Linked DNA regions of Sus scrofa: region 1 is linked to region 2. The links are chromatin contacts, called in public Hi-C maps. All regions are on one chromosome and are shown on one strand. Each heading gives the region's core, a stretch centred on a gene start, on an enhancer-like site or on the middle of the called end of the contact. The rest is flanking DNA. Distances are from core to core; before and after follow the strand shown.

Region 1 (6,925 bases), core at 3,962-6,461, 150 kb after region 2:
CGGAGCCCCAGAGAGCACATGGGAGCTGCACTAAGCCCTCGTGTAAGAGAAGCCTGAACTCAGAATGGGCCGTGACGTGACGAACACGCCGAAAGATCAAGACTAGAAGGGCATCAAAACAAATGTCATCAAGAAAAGCTATGCCAGGTTCAAAAAACTGTGTGCACACACAGAGTACGAAAAACCTGGACCCGGCTTATGCTGGAAACGAGCAAAACTGCCCGGCTCAAGGTGAGCCAACAGAAAGCCTACTGGGGCCTCGGGGTCATCGGTGCCCGTCCCCGCGGTCCACGTGACAGCCAGCATGCCTCACGGGAGGCCCCAGCCAACGGAGGCCCTTGCAGAAGCGAGGCCGGGACCCTCAGACGTGGGACGCGAGCCAGCGGGCTGTTTCAGCACGAGGGGGGCTGTGAGGAGAGCGGGACCTGGGACTCGGGAGGAGGGGATGCCGCAGAGCCCGATCCAGGGCGGCTGGGGTGGGGGCTCGGACCTTTTGTCTGCGGAAAACAGGGAGCTGCTTTACATCACTACGTGGAAGAGGGGCTTCTAGGTTTAAGGAGATCGAAAAGCAGCCCTAGACACTGAGAGATCTTTAGAGCTCTCCAAATTAGGTGTCACGTGACAGTTGAAGGAAAACCACCATATAGACGTTCTATACTTAAACCCTAAACCCGTCAGTGCTGAATGCGAACCACTCCCACTCACGGCCACTCCTATTTCACTGATAAGGAGACTGACCCTCAGCCAAGTCAAGGACCCGCTGGAGGTCAGAGACCAGGCGCAGGACTGCCCCTCCCCGCGGGAGAAAGAGGGAGAGGGAGACACGGTGGGAACCACAGGCACCAGAGCCAAGGAGCAGGCGGCTCTGTGCTTGGAGCCAGGAGAGGGGAGGGGTTGAGCCCACCTCCCGACGCCAGTTCAGCACCCAAACCAGGACCAAAGCCCTGGGCGCTCCCCGGGCCGTCCTTTCCACTCCACCTCTGCCCTCTTATCCCTCGCTCCCCTCTGCCACGTTGTGAGCCGCTGCTTCAGCGCCTTTCCTCAGTGTGCTACAGGACACCCGGCCACTTCTCTGCGCCTGGTGGTCCGCCCCAACCTGAAGCCACACGGCCTCCCGCTGGCCAACTGCTAATGCTAACTTCAACCACACAGATGGTCACAAAGGATTTCAAAGTCGTGCTCTTGCTGGAACAGTTGCCTTCTCCCAATTATCTGCGGAAATGAAGCTAAGGCAGCTGTGAGCAGAGGCGCCAGGAAGCCCAAGCTGAAGGAAGGCCAGACTTCCCTGTTACCGGCTGTGACCCTGGGCACTCCCTGTGGATCCCAGTAAGTCACAGAACCGGCGAAAGCACTGCTACGTGAAGGGCCAGTTATCTACAAATAACTCAGTAAGCACGGATTCCAGTTAGCCTACAGGTAAAGATCTCAAACTCTAATTAAGGCCTCGATTTAAAACTCAACACCGTGTAATTATAACTGGAGAAAGAAAACAGAACAACCCCGTCCCAGGGACAGTCCCTCACCGGTTTGTTAATGCTGGCTCCTGCTTGGATCAGCCAGACGAGGCACTGGGGATGGCCCCCGAAGGCGGCAATGTGGGCTGGGGTCTGGGCGTAACGCGTGGTGGAGACATCCAGCGTGGCTCCAGCTCGCACCAACTGCATCAAGCACTCCAACTTCGAGAGCAGCAGGTGAATGAAACAGGCACAAACGTCAGTACATTATTACATGTTACACAAGCCATCATTCTAGAAACAAGATGAGCGGCACGTTTTCGTTACCTTTTTGTCTGTATAAGAAAACACGCATTCCTTCCCAGTATTATACAGATTTTAAAAGGCTTACTTAAGAGAACATTTTTTTTTGTCCTTAAAAGAGTTGGTGTACACACACAGAAATAAAGTCAAAATGATTGACACTATACAAATATAAATATTTTGTTTTTCCTAACAGAAAAGGCTAAAATCAATGTGACATTGTCAATCACGATTGTTTAAAAAAGCCCAAATCAGAAAAGGCCAGATTGCACCTTCAAAGACTTTTATCAGAGCTGGGCTATGCCACAAGCACACACTACTCTAATCAATAAAGATGTTACAGTGATTGGTAGATAAACCCTTCCCAGGTAGAGGGTTTTCTGCTGCCAGTGCGGCCAAGAGTGCTTACTTCAGGCGCAGCTGGAGCTGTGTCCTCGGGGAAGGGTGTGGAGCACAGGGAGGGGGCAGCACCTCAGCTTTTCAAACTGTTCGTAGCGAACCCCTGGCCCCAAGGGCCTACAGCAGGCAGAGCTCCGGTCCAGCAGGTGACGAAACAAAGACACATGGGAGTGGAGACTGCAGCCAAGCCCCAGGATCGCACTGGCCTCTAGCTACAAAAATCTATCACACTCCACAAAAACTTGGCAAGTGCCTACAGGGTGCCAGGCACACGGCTCCACCCAGGGTGTCCCCAGACTCCGGCTCCCGGGCCGCCCCGGCTCCCCTCCCGGTGCACAATGCGGTGAGTGAACGAGCCAACAATCCTCCTCCTGAGGACTGACCTCCAGCGAAAGGTAAGCAGCTACACTCGGGTCTCACCTGGTGGCTCTTCTCCTCCGCGATTCTAAGCCTGTCCTTGCAAAGGACAGACCGCTGCAATCAACACACCTGAGAGGTGAGCTCTGACTGTCGGGGGCACCGAGATGCTGGCTGACAAAGAGACGCTTCCTCGGCGTGTTTTCAAATACTGCCTTTACCAATGTACCGAGCGAGAAACCACGGCCAGTGATAAGATGGCAGGTCTCAAGTACAACCAAAATGAAACAGATGAGAATCGCTTAGTATGCCAAACGGCCATTAATCTGCACATCAACCGAGAGCTCCCTGGACTCAAATTTGCTACCCGTGGGTTGGATGTAGGAAACCAGGCTTAGAACCCTGCGAAGGTATTGTTCAATACGATTGCTTGTAAACAGCAAGGTGTAATTAGTTTTTAAATAACATTTAGTCCTTTGGGAGCAAACGAGCCTCATAAAAAGGTTCGGTAACTTGTGCAGTTGGCACATTTCTAGGAACACAGCTTGAGACTGGGGAAGAGCCCACAACATGCTGAATCTCCGCCAGCTCCTGGATGGCCGAGCAGAGCGACGGCTTAAGTGCATACAGAGGAGGGAAGTGTGGGCAGCTGGGGACCGGGAGCCTTAGTCAGGAGTCCTGGCCTCGCTTCTGCCCCAGCCGCCTTTCCTCACAGGCTGAAGGACACTTCCTTTGGCCCCTTCAGTGCCTGAGACTCCGTGGCCTTCAGGGTTAAACGCAACTGAAAGCACGGAAGTTAACTGCCTCCAGTTACAACCTTTGATCTCTGAGGTTAAGCTACTGCTTGGTCTCCAACGTTTATTTACTACTCATGTTCCAGAGACTCAAGAAGGGAATTCAGTTGGCTTTGTTTTGTGTGGTAAAACACACCTGCATGAAACTTACATTTTAAACATTTTAAAGCAGTGATGGCTATTTTTAATCCTTAGAAATACCTAGAGGTACCCTGGGATGAGTAAATATTTTAAATGACCATTTGTAATGGGGCTTTAAGCAGAATGTACGAGACAGCCATACTGTGTCCTTCTCAACCAGGATAGGGAGGATCGGAAGCAACAGGGGAGCTTAAAAAAAAAAAGCTGTCCTTGCCTATTAAAAGGATGTTTTTGCCTGTAACACAAGGGACAATAGATGTTGCCAGCTACCTACAGTTTCACGTAAAAATAGAGCGAGACGCACTCAGCAGGGAGCTCCCTCCCCGGCGGCCGGCCCGCCTGGGGACACCTACGTTCAGGGAGAGCAGGCAGGAGGGTCCTCGCTCAGCCAGTTGTTTGCGGAGCCGGATCTCCCAGGGGCCTCGGGCTCAGCCCCGGCTCCGCCAGCGCGTCCCAGAGCTCAGGCCCGGGGCCGGCGGGCCTGCCTCGCCCCCGCCGTCCTAACGCCGTCTCATTTCTTTCACTAAAATAAATCTGACTTCATTTGACCAGGGGACTCAGAAACTGTTTCCCAAAAGTGCTGCGAACGTAGCACCTTGAGCCAAGTAAAGCCACTCGTCAGCCGGGCAAAAATAAATCTAAGATTAATTCCATTTCAAGACGGAAATACACTTCACATTATCCGGCACGTATTTCCGCAAAACCACTTATTTCAACCCAACCGTATCACCACTTCAGAGGGAAAACATTTTGTAATGTCCCAGAACTGGGGGGCATGAACCTTAACCGTTAAAGTCACTTTGGAAAAGCATCGTCAATCTCACTTTGCGACCACTTCTCCGATCGAATGACCCCTCTCCCTGCGCAGAGGAGGCAAATGCTGCCTTATCTTTCCGAGATTTAAAGCTGCACCTCGCTCTTCCCGATTTTAAGATAAACGTCGCCGACGGTCACTCGGGCGACAGTTTACACAACCCCCCAGCTCTGAGCTGGCAGCATCATCACCCAGCACGCCTTCGGCCGCGGCCCCTGGGCCCGGGGAGCTAAGGGCGCTTCCCTCCGGCGCCCGCCCCTCCCTCAGAGCGGCCCCGGCTCCCGCGCGCCGCCCTGGGGCGCCCGGGCCTCCACCCGCAGGGGCGGCGCCTCCGGGAAGCCGGCGCCTCGGGAGGCCGCCCGCGTTCGAACTCTGCGCCGCCGCACTTGCGCTCCGGGCCTCACGGCCTCCGGGCCTCCCGGCGCCAGCGCCGCCGCCGCCGGGCCCGCTTCCGCCCGTCTCCCGGCAGGCTCCGCGCGCCCCTGGGGCCCCGACCCCCGCGCCGCCGCACATGCGCCCCGGGCCCCTTGGCGCGCCTTCGCCGCCGACCCCGCTTCCGCCCCGCGCTCCCGGCACGCCCCGCGCCCACCGCCCTCTCGACCCCCACAGGAAAGCCGCGGAAGATGGCGCCTTAAAGCGCCCGCGCCCACCTTGCCGAAGTGCGCGGCCCAGTGCACCGGCGTCCAGCCGTAGAAGGAATCCTCGGCAGCCAGGTGGGCGCGCGGCGTCTGCTGTAGCAGCGAGCAGAGCGCGGCCAGGTCCCCATCGCGGCAGGCGCGGTGCAGCGGAAAGCGGAGCGACAACAGCTCTTCGCTGGAGAAGCCCGCCTCCACACCCGCACCCGCTCCCGCCGCCGACATGGTCCGTCACCAGAGAGCGCGAGCTGGCGAGCGGAGAAGACGAGCCGGTGAAGACCCGAGAGGCCGCCGCCGTCGCCGCCACCGGAGCACAAAGGATCTAGAGCAGCGCCGCGGCTGCGTCCAGCCGGCAGCCGAGCCGAGCGCGCACGGGGGCGGGGCGAGGCGGGGCGGGGCGGGGCCTGCGTCGGCGGGGACTGGGGCCGGCGCTCGGAGCCGCGGAGCCTGGGGGCGGGGCCTGGAGCGTCGGGGCGGGGCCTGGAGCAGGGGGCGGGGCCCAGGCCCCGTGGGCCGCGTGGGTTCTAGACTCCGGGTTCTGGACTCCGGTCCAGACTCCAGGCGCGTCAGTGTCCTGACCTCCGTTAATAAAAAGCTCCTGGAGAATCAGGTTTGGGCTTTGGGCCCGATCCCCTGAGGTTTCGGCCGCACGCCTTTTATTCCACCAATTAATCTGGTGGTGCGTCTGCGAGCACCTGGGGGCGGTTCCTGCCCCTCCTGACCTGCTGTACTTTTCTGAGCTGGGCTGCACGTTTTTGAGAACCCACGGCCAAAACGCGAGAAACATTGTAGCATGCAAGGAAATACTAAATTGTCTTTCACTGACCGAGGATCACAGATTTTTTAAATAGATTTTTTTCTGATTATGACTTCTACGTGAAAATCATCAATAATTTCACTATCAAGAAATAACCAGTGTTAACATTTACAGATTTTTTATTGTGATTTTCTAACCATGTGGTTTGTTTCACTTGTATATATTCTTTTTCTTTGTGTATACTGCTTTCCTTTTTTGTTCTACAAAATTCTAAATCACAGTGATTGAGCTTTAAGTAGGTAACCAGATTTCTGGGAAGATATTGATGCATAAGATAGTACACTGCAGCATTACTTAATAAAACAAGAAATTAGAAACATAGTGCCTAATGAAGAAAAAATGTTAATTTGCGGTATAAGCATGCAACACAGTCATCTATTCATGCAGCAAACGTGTTGAGTACAATAATGAATGAAACACACTGGGAAATGTTCTAGATACAGTCAACCAGAAAAAGCAGCAAGTATTTCGATTTAGTGAGCAATTACTAATGGATGAGGTGTAAGAATGACACTTAGAATCTGTCATGTATTAGATGAGGCAAGAAAGAAAATTTCAGGGAGTTTCCGTCGTGGAGCAATGGTTAACGAATCCGACCAGGAACCATGAGGTTGCTGGTTCGATCCCTGCCCTTGCTCAGAAGGTTAAGGATCTGGCGTCGCCGTGAGCTGTGGTGTAGGTCGCAGACGCGGCTCGGATCTGGCATTGCTCTGGCTCTGGTGTAGGCTGTCGGCTACAGCTCCGATTTGACCCCTAGCCTGGGAACCTCCATATGCCACGGGAGCGGCCCAAGAAATGGCAAAAAGACAAAAAATAAAGTAAAAAAAATTTAAAAAAGAGAAAATTTCAGTAATTCAAGATATACTTTTTCGTTTGGACCCAAAGGGCAGCAATATGCCTGGTCCACTAGGAATTCAATCATTTTTCTTTGTATATTCCATGCTGCTTTTAATCTGATTATCTCTTTAAGATACATACGCTGGTATTGACTGGTACCCTTCCTAGGAAAGCGGCGTCCCATTTTGCAGAAGGACATAAGCACAGCTTGTCTTTCATAATAACGAGAAGGAAGTACCCTTCCTTACCCAGCATTCTGTGAATGATGAGACTGAGGCAGAGACAGGCTAAGGAATTTGCCCAGGGACAAACTGCATGCCTGTGCCAGAGCTTGGAATAATATCCAGGCCTTGTTCCCAACCCATGGTTAGATT
Region 2 (6,451 bases), core at 2,383-4,882:
CCACCCTTCCAGTGGGTTTCTGTGTGTTTATTTTGGAGAAAAACTCAATGAACAAAACCATAGGGGAGGGAAGTTCCCGTCGTGGCTCAGCGGAAACGAATCTGACTAGTATCCATGAGGATGCAGGTTCGGTCCTGCCTCAGTCAGTGGGTTAAGGATCTGGGGTTGCCTCGAGCTGTGGTGTAGGTCACGGGTACAGAACGGATCCTTCATTGCTGTGGCTGTGGCATCGGCTGGCAGCCATAGCTCCCATTCGACCCCTAGCCTAGGAACTCCCATGTGCTGCAAACAAATAAACAAACAAACAAACAAACAAAGTCCATATGCTGCAGACAAAAAAGAAAAGGAGTTCCTCCATGGCTCGGTGGGTTAAGAATTAGGTGTGAACAACAATACAAACCACCACCACAAGGAGTTCCCACTGTGGCCGAGCAGTTCAGAAATCCAACTCGTACCCATGACGATGTGTGTTCGATCCCTGGCCTCGATCAGTTAAGGATCCAGAGTTGCCGTGAGCTGTGGTGAAGGTCCCAGACACAGTTTGGATCTGGTGGTGCTGCGGCCGTGGTGTAGGCTGGCAGCTGCAGTTCCGATTCAACCCCTAACCTGGGAACTTCCATATGGCCCAGGTATGGCCCTAAAAAAGAAAAAAACAGAATAAAACAAAAAGAATTAGGTGTTGTCACCGCAGCAGCTAAGGTTCCATTCCTGGCCGGGGAGCTTCCACATGCTGTGGGCATGGCCCCCCAAAAAGTCAATAAAGATAGAATATAGTCAAATACATCACTAGATTAACCACATATGTTTCTGGAGGTGACACAGAAACATTAAAGTTTATAATTTTTTAGTCACAAAAACTATGACTTGGGTGCCTCTCCTAAATTCTCAAAGCTATTGTGGAGGAATTAGATTTTTTTTTTTTTGCTTTTTAGGGCTGATCCCTCAGCATATGGAGGTTCCCAGGCTGGGGGTTGAATCAGAGCTACAGCTGCCGGCCTACACCACAGCCTCAGCACAGTGGGATCTGAGCCACGTCACAGCTCACAGAAATGCCAGATCCTTAACCCACTGATAGAGGCCAGGGATCGAAACTTTGTGCTTATGGATGCTAATCAGATTCACTTCTGCTGAGCCACGACGGGAACTCTGGAATTAGATATTTTATATCTAGATTCAACCTAGTATTTTTTTTTTTAGGGCTGTACTTGTGGCCTATGGAGGTTCCCAGGCTAGGGGTCAAATCGGAGCTGCAGCTGCTGGCCTACACCACTGCCAGAGCAACGCAGGATTGTTAACCCACTGAGCAGGGCCAGGGATTGAACCTGTGTCCTCATGGATGCTAGTCAGATTCGTTAACCACTAAGCCCCCATGATGGGAACTCCTGGTACTTTTTTTTCTTTATATTGTAATTATATAAGAGGTTTTTATGGAAAATGTGGGCCTTCTAAAGTCTCTGAAGTTAGAGCTATCAAGAAAAGTCTATCACTTCATTTGTTAGTGGTTGATACCTAAATAAGTGTGCAAATGTACATGCACTCACGTGCACACACACAACTAGATATTTTATCCTGCTCAGCCGAACTTCCTGAATAGGGATGAGTAATGTGAATTCCATGATCGCAGAGGCAGGCGGGTGCGGGTTATTTGGCAAACGTAGGGAGAAAGGATGGAGAAACACGTTCTTGGGTTTTACGTAGCAGAAAAGGAATAAGAACACTCAATACAGTGGCCCTGTAAATGTGACAAGTATAAGAAGAGCTTTCGTCATTTGAGACTTTGATAATGATTCTGTTCCTTAGCCTCATCAAACTGACCGATGAGAAGGGGTTGTAGTGAAATTACAAAGGTCAGCCTTCACCAATGGCCTGGCCCAGAGTCACCACTGCAACCCTCCTGCTGAGGCAGCAACAGCCGATGGAAAAAGAGTCTTCTCCATGATAGCCAAGCCAATCAGTAACAGCCTCTACATTTTAATTGATTATTTTATTTGTGGTTTTAATCATAGCAATCACAGAGATGAGATGACAATTTTCATGCCTGACAATAGGCACCTCTGAGTTTCTGCATTTTATTTATTTATTTTTCTGTCTTTTTGCCTTTTCTTGGGCCGCTCCCGCGGCATATGGAGGTTCCCAGGCTAGGGGTCTAATAGGAGCTGTAGCCGTCTGCCTACGCCAGAGCTACAGCAACGTGGGATCCGAGCAGTGTCTGCAACCTACACCACAGCGCCACGACGGGAACTCTGAGTTTCTGCATTTTAAATAAGCTCCCAGAAAAACTAAATCTGTTTAAGCCTGACTGGTTTTCTCTTAAGTCTGAAAATAAAGACTTGCTGAGGTTCCTGCTGTGGTGCAACAGGATCACACACGCTGGACAAAGGAAAGATTCTCATCCTGGGCAGGATGGAGCAGGATGGCGTGAGATTTCATCGTGCTACTCAGAACCCTATGCAGTTTAAAACTTACGAATTGAGGAGTTCCCCTCGTGGCGCAGTGGTTAACGAATCCGACTAGGAACCATGAGGTTGCGGGTTCGATCCCTGCCCTTGCTCAGTGGGTTAACGATCTGGCGTTGCCGTGAGCTGTGGTGTGGGTCACAGATGCGGCTCGGATCCTGCGTTGCTGTGGCTCTGGCGTAGGCCAGGGGCTACAGCTCCAATTGGACCTCTAGCCTGGGAACCTCCATATGCCGTGGGAGCGGCCCAAGACCAAGAAATAGCAAAAAGACCAAAAAAAAAAAAAAAAAACTTACGAATTGAGGGAAGGTAATGGAAAGTAAGGCACCCAAGACCTCAACGAGAGGGAAAGACTGTGTTATTTCACAGGTGATGTTGGGAAAGGGGAAGGACACTCGGTGGGCGTCCACTTCCATGCTGGTCACCTTTCACTCCCTGTCCTTTGGGCTTTAGAAAACAAATCCTCATAGTATCAGGGGGTTGAGATGTGGAGTCTAATGAACCCAACCAACTTCTTAATTCTTCCCACCACACCTCCAGGAGGCAGCAGTACTCACGGCAACGCGAGATCCTTAACCCACTGGGCGAGGCCAAGGGTCGAACCTGTGTCCTCATGGACACTAGTAGGGTTCATTTCCGCTGAGCCACGACAGGAACTCCCCCAACCTATTACCTTTAAAATGGATAAACAGGGTCCTATTGCATAGTACAAGGAACTACATCCAGTCTTCTGGTAGACCATGATGGAAGATATTTTAAAAGAGTGTATATATGTGACTAATCCACTTGGCTGTTCAGCAGAAATCCGCACACTGCAAATCAACTACATAATCTTAAAACAAAACCAAAAAGACAGCCAAGAATAAAGAAATGATTTTATACCATCCCAAGAAACGGGGAAAAAAGCAGTGTGCGGAGTGGAGGAGAGCGGGAGAGGCGGGGTAGGAATCACTCCACAGAGAACGGTCAGGAGTGGATTTGCACGGAGACGACGGCAGCGGGGCTCAGACCCAAGTCAATGGAAACAATCGCGGGGGCGTGTCCAGGACCGGAAGAGGCCCGGCCGGGGTGGGGCCAGTTGGGAGCCCATTTCCGGCGGCGGCGCGGGGGCGGCCGGGAGACCGGAAGCCGCCCACGGCTGTGGGGCCCGTGGGGCGCGGGGGCTGCCGGGAGACCGGAAGTCCGCCGATGGCTGTGGGGGCTGGCTGCGCGGCGGTCCGCGGCTGCGGGCGAGGTAAGCGCGACTCGGGCCTTCCGGGGCATGGCCACCCGGGCGGGGGCCGGGGCTGCGGTCGCCGGCGCCGCCGTGGTCGCGGTGCTCTCCGCCGCGCTCGTGCTCTACGGGCCGCCGCTGGACGCAGGTACTCGGCGGGGGGCCGCTGGTCCGGGCGGGAGGCGCCGCGCTGGGGCCGGGGTCGCGGGAGCCGCAGGTGCAGGGCTGACCGAGGGACCCCGAGGCCCCCGTCTCGGCCTTGGCTGCTGAGTAGGGCGGACGGTGGGGGAAGAATTGAGGCGTAAACGGGACGAGCGCGCCCGACGTGGAGCCCGGAGGGTGGCTTTCCTCTCCCTCGCCCTGTGATGTGAGACCGCGGACCTCTCAGGCCGCTAAGTAGCCAGCGCGCTGTTAGCTCGCTGCTCGCCACGGAAGGGAGAGGCTGCTGCTTTCCCTCCGTGTAACGCAGGCAGGCGCCGAGCCAGGGTCCCAGCCAGAAGGTAGCTAAATGGTAAAATGCGCTTTTGCTGCGGTCCTTCTCAGAGGCAAGGCGGCAGGTAACTGTTGGGGGCTTTGGGGGTTTGTCCTTTGGCACTGTCGTTAGTTTCAGGGGGTTTGAGGAGCATTGAGGGGTCCCTCTGCTTCCGCACTGAGCACAGTCGCACCAGTTTGGAGATATTTTATTGGTGGCTGTTTGCCTTACATTCACATCGTGTGATTATTTAGCAAGATGTCTCTGTGAGTCCGCTGGAGCTTTCATTACCAGACTGGCTTGCTAAACTTGGGCCGAAAAACAAGTCTAACTCCAGATTACGGACTTTCCTGTCCCAGCTTTAGGGCATCTCAGTTAATTTAAAGATTGCTGTAACCTGTTCCGAAGGAGTTACCCTTCCCAGGAATTGAAAGCACCTTTGGCACAGAAACCTTGTTATCACCGAAAGGTGTGAGAGGTTCTAGAAAACAGCCCACGGTGACGCAATCTGTTTAACGCCCCTCAGCTGCACTTGTTGAAAACAAACAAAAACCAGACAGGTTTGCCCTGTTCTTCCAGATTCAGAATTGTGTGAAGACATTACCTAATGGGACAAATTTTAAGTTGCCTCTTGTCATGGCCTTTTTATCCTTCAGAACTTTGATGTTTACACTTAGTATTTGTTTCTGTGGTTAAGCCCAGATGGTGTCAGTTAGCCAGCTGAAACTTGGTTCTCTGTGGAGTGTAGGGAAAATTTTTAATTGGCCTTTGGCCCTTTCGCTAAGGGTTCTCAGGTGAATGTTACCGGCCGGATGCAGGCTAGCAGTGTGGATTGCACCTTGCATTCGTACAATTCCAATTAAAGCTTAAAATGCTGTGCTTCTCAGCAGTGTTTTTTTCCCCCACATTCCAAATTGGTTTCAGAAGGCATATGAGAAGGATTTCACTTGTCTTTTAGTGGGTGGTATATTTGATTTAAAAAAAATATATATATATATATTTTTTTTTTTTTGCCTGAAAATGGCAGCGTTTTGGTGAATTGTTGTCTCCTGCCCTGGCTTATTCATCCCTAATCATGGCATCTTCACCAGTCTGTCTCTCTGGGCCTCGGTTTCCTGCCTGTAAAAGGCTAAACTAGCTGCCCATGAAGAGAGTGAACCAGGAAGCCACTAATTTATCAGACATTCCCTGAGTGGCTTTTTCTTTTTTGTGTGTGCGTGTCTTTTTAGGGCCGCACCCCCGGCATATGGAGCTTCCCAGGCTAGGGGTCTAATTGGCTGCAGCTGCCAGCCTGCACCACAGCCACAGCAGATCTGAGCTGCATCTGCAACCTACACCACAGTTTATTGCAGCACTGGATCCTTAACCCATTGAGCAAGGCTAGGGATTGAACCCATGTCCTCAGTCAGATTCATTTCCTTTGAGACCCGCTTATTCTGTGCCAAACTCTGTTCGAAGTGGTTAAGGGCGAGAGTCCAGCCCTTAACCCAGTCACAGGTTCGTAAGGAGGCACAGGTAGAGGGGGGTCGTCTTAGGGATGCTTGTGTGTGATGGTGCTTAGATTAACACGATGGTACCTAATAAACCCAAGACATTGTAGGGACCCAGAAGGATCCTTGAGCGACTGGTACGTTTAGATTTTGTCTTTACAGTTTCTAGACTTTGAAAAGCAACTGTCTTTATTGTTCCGGGGCATTTGAAGGAGTGACCATTTCCTGATATTCTTGTATTGACCAGTCTTATTCTACTGGGTATGTTCAAGTTAGAAACAGATTCACGGTAAACACCTTCATGCCCACACACACAGCTCGCCAGTGGGCTGCAGTCTGACTGTAAGAGCTGGGCTTCCTGTCCCACAGCTCTTCCAGGAAGAGACAGGGTGCGGCAGGGAATTTGGTTGGGGTGCAGGTGGGCCTGCGGAGGTTGAGTTGAGAGCTGGTTGCTTTTTTAGCTCAGATGTGCCCAGGTGGCCTGGCCGTCGGGTTGGACCGTGGGCTGGAGCAGAGCAGTCAGCGGCTGGACCGATCATTGAGCCAGTCTTGTGCCTTTTTGTGGCCGAAGGGTTACAGTAGTTCTGTTCAAGTTTTCATCCTATTCTGATCTGGAAGAAAGGGGAGTGGTACTTGGATGGGTGGTGGTTAATATTCTTTTACATCTTGGGGTCTAAGCCTCTCATCTGTCAGCTAAGGAGGCATTTTTCATCTACTCGTTAAGGAAACTACATGAGTAATTCTGTCGGGTGAAGAGTAGAACCGTGGGAGTGTTACGGCGATAAAGCTGTTTCACCACATGGGCCGAGGCAGCCTCTGG

What was found. Hi-C and Micro-C count contacts between places; a contact is called where the count stands out from the background.
Region 1: a Hi-C map of liver shows a contact between it and region 2, with 1.9 times the contacts expected there. The contact joins the promoter of ANKRD10 here to the promoter of NAXD in region 2. A contact is called at or near these places in 2 of 47 Hi-C or Micro-C datasets (both in liver) and 1 of 2 datasets of contacts at active chromatin or transcription factors (alveolar macrophages).

What each region holds. Positions count from the first base shown.
Region 1 is chr11:77,350,838-77,357,762 of Sscrofa11.1, forward strand. ANKRD10 (ankyrin repeat domain 10) reads right to left here and starts at 5,212. Exons shown (of 6, transcript NM_001244616.1): 1 at 4,913-5,212; 2 at 1,524-1,676. The coding sequence starts at 5,122. It overlaps LOC110255863 (a long non-coding RNA gene), which reads right to left. Exons shown (of 2, transcript XR_002336774.1): 2 at 5,761-6,925.
Region 2 is chr11:77,206,600-77,213,050 of Sscrofa11.1, forward strand. NAXD (NAD(P)HX dehydratase) reads left to right here and starts at 3,633. Exons shown (of 10, transcript NM_001243422.1): 1 at 3,633-3,690. The coding sequence starts at 3,645.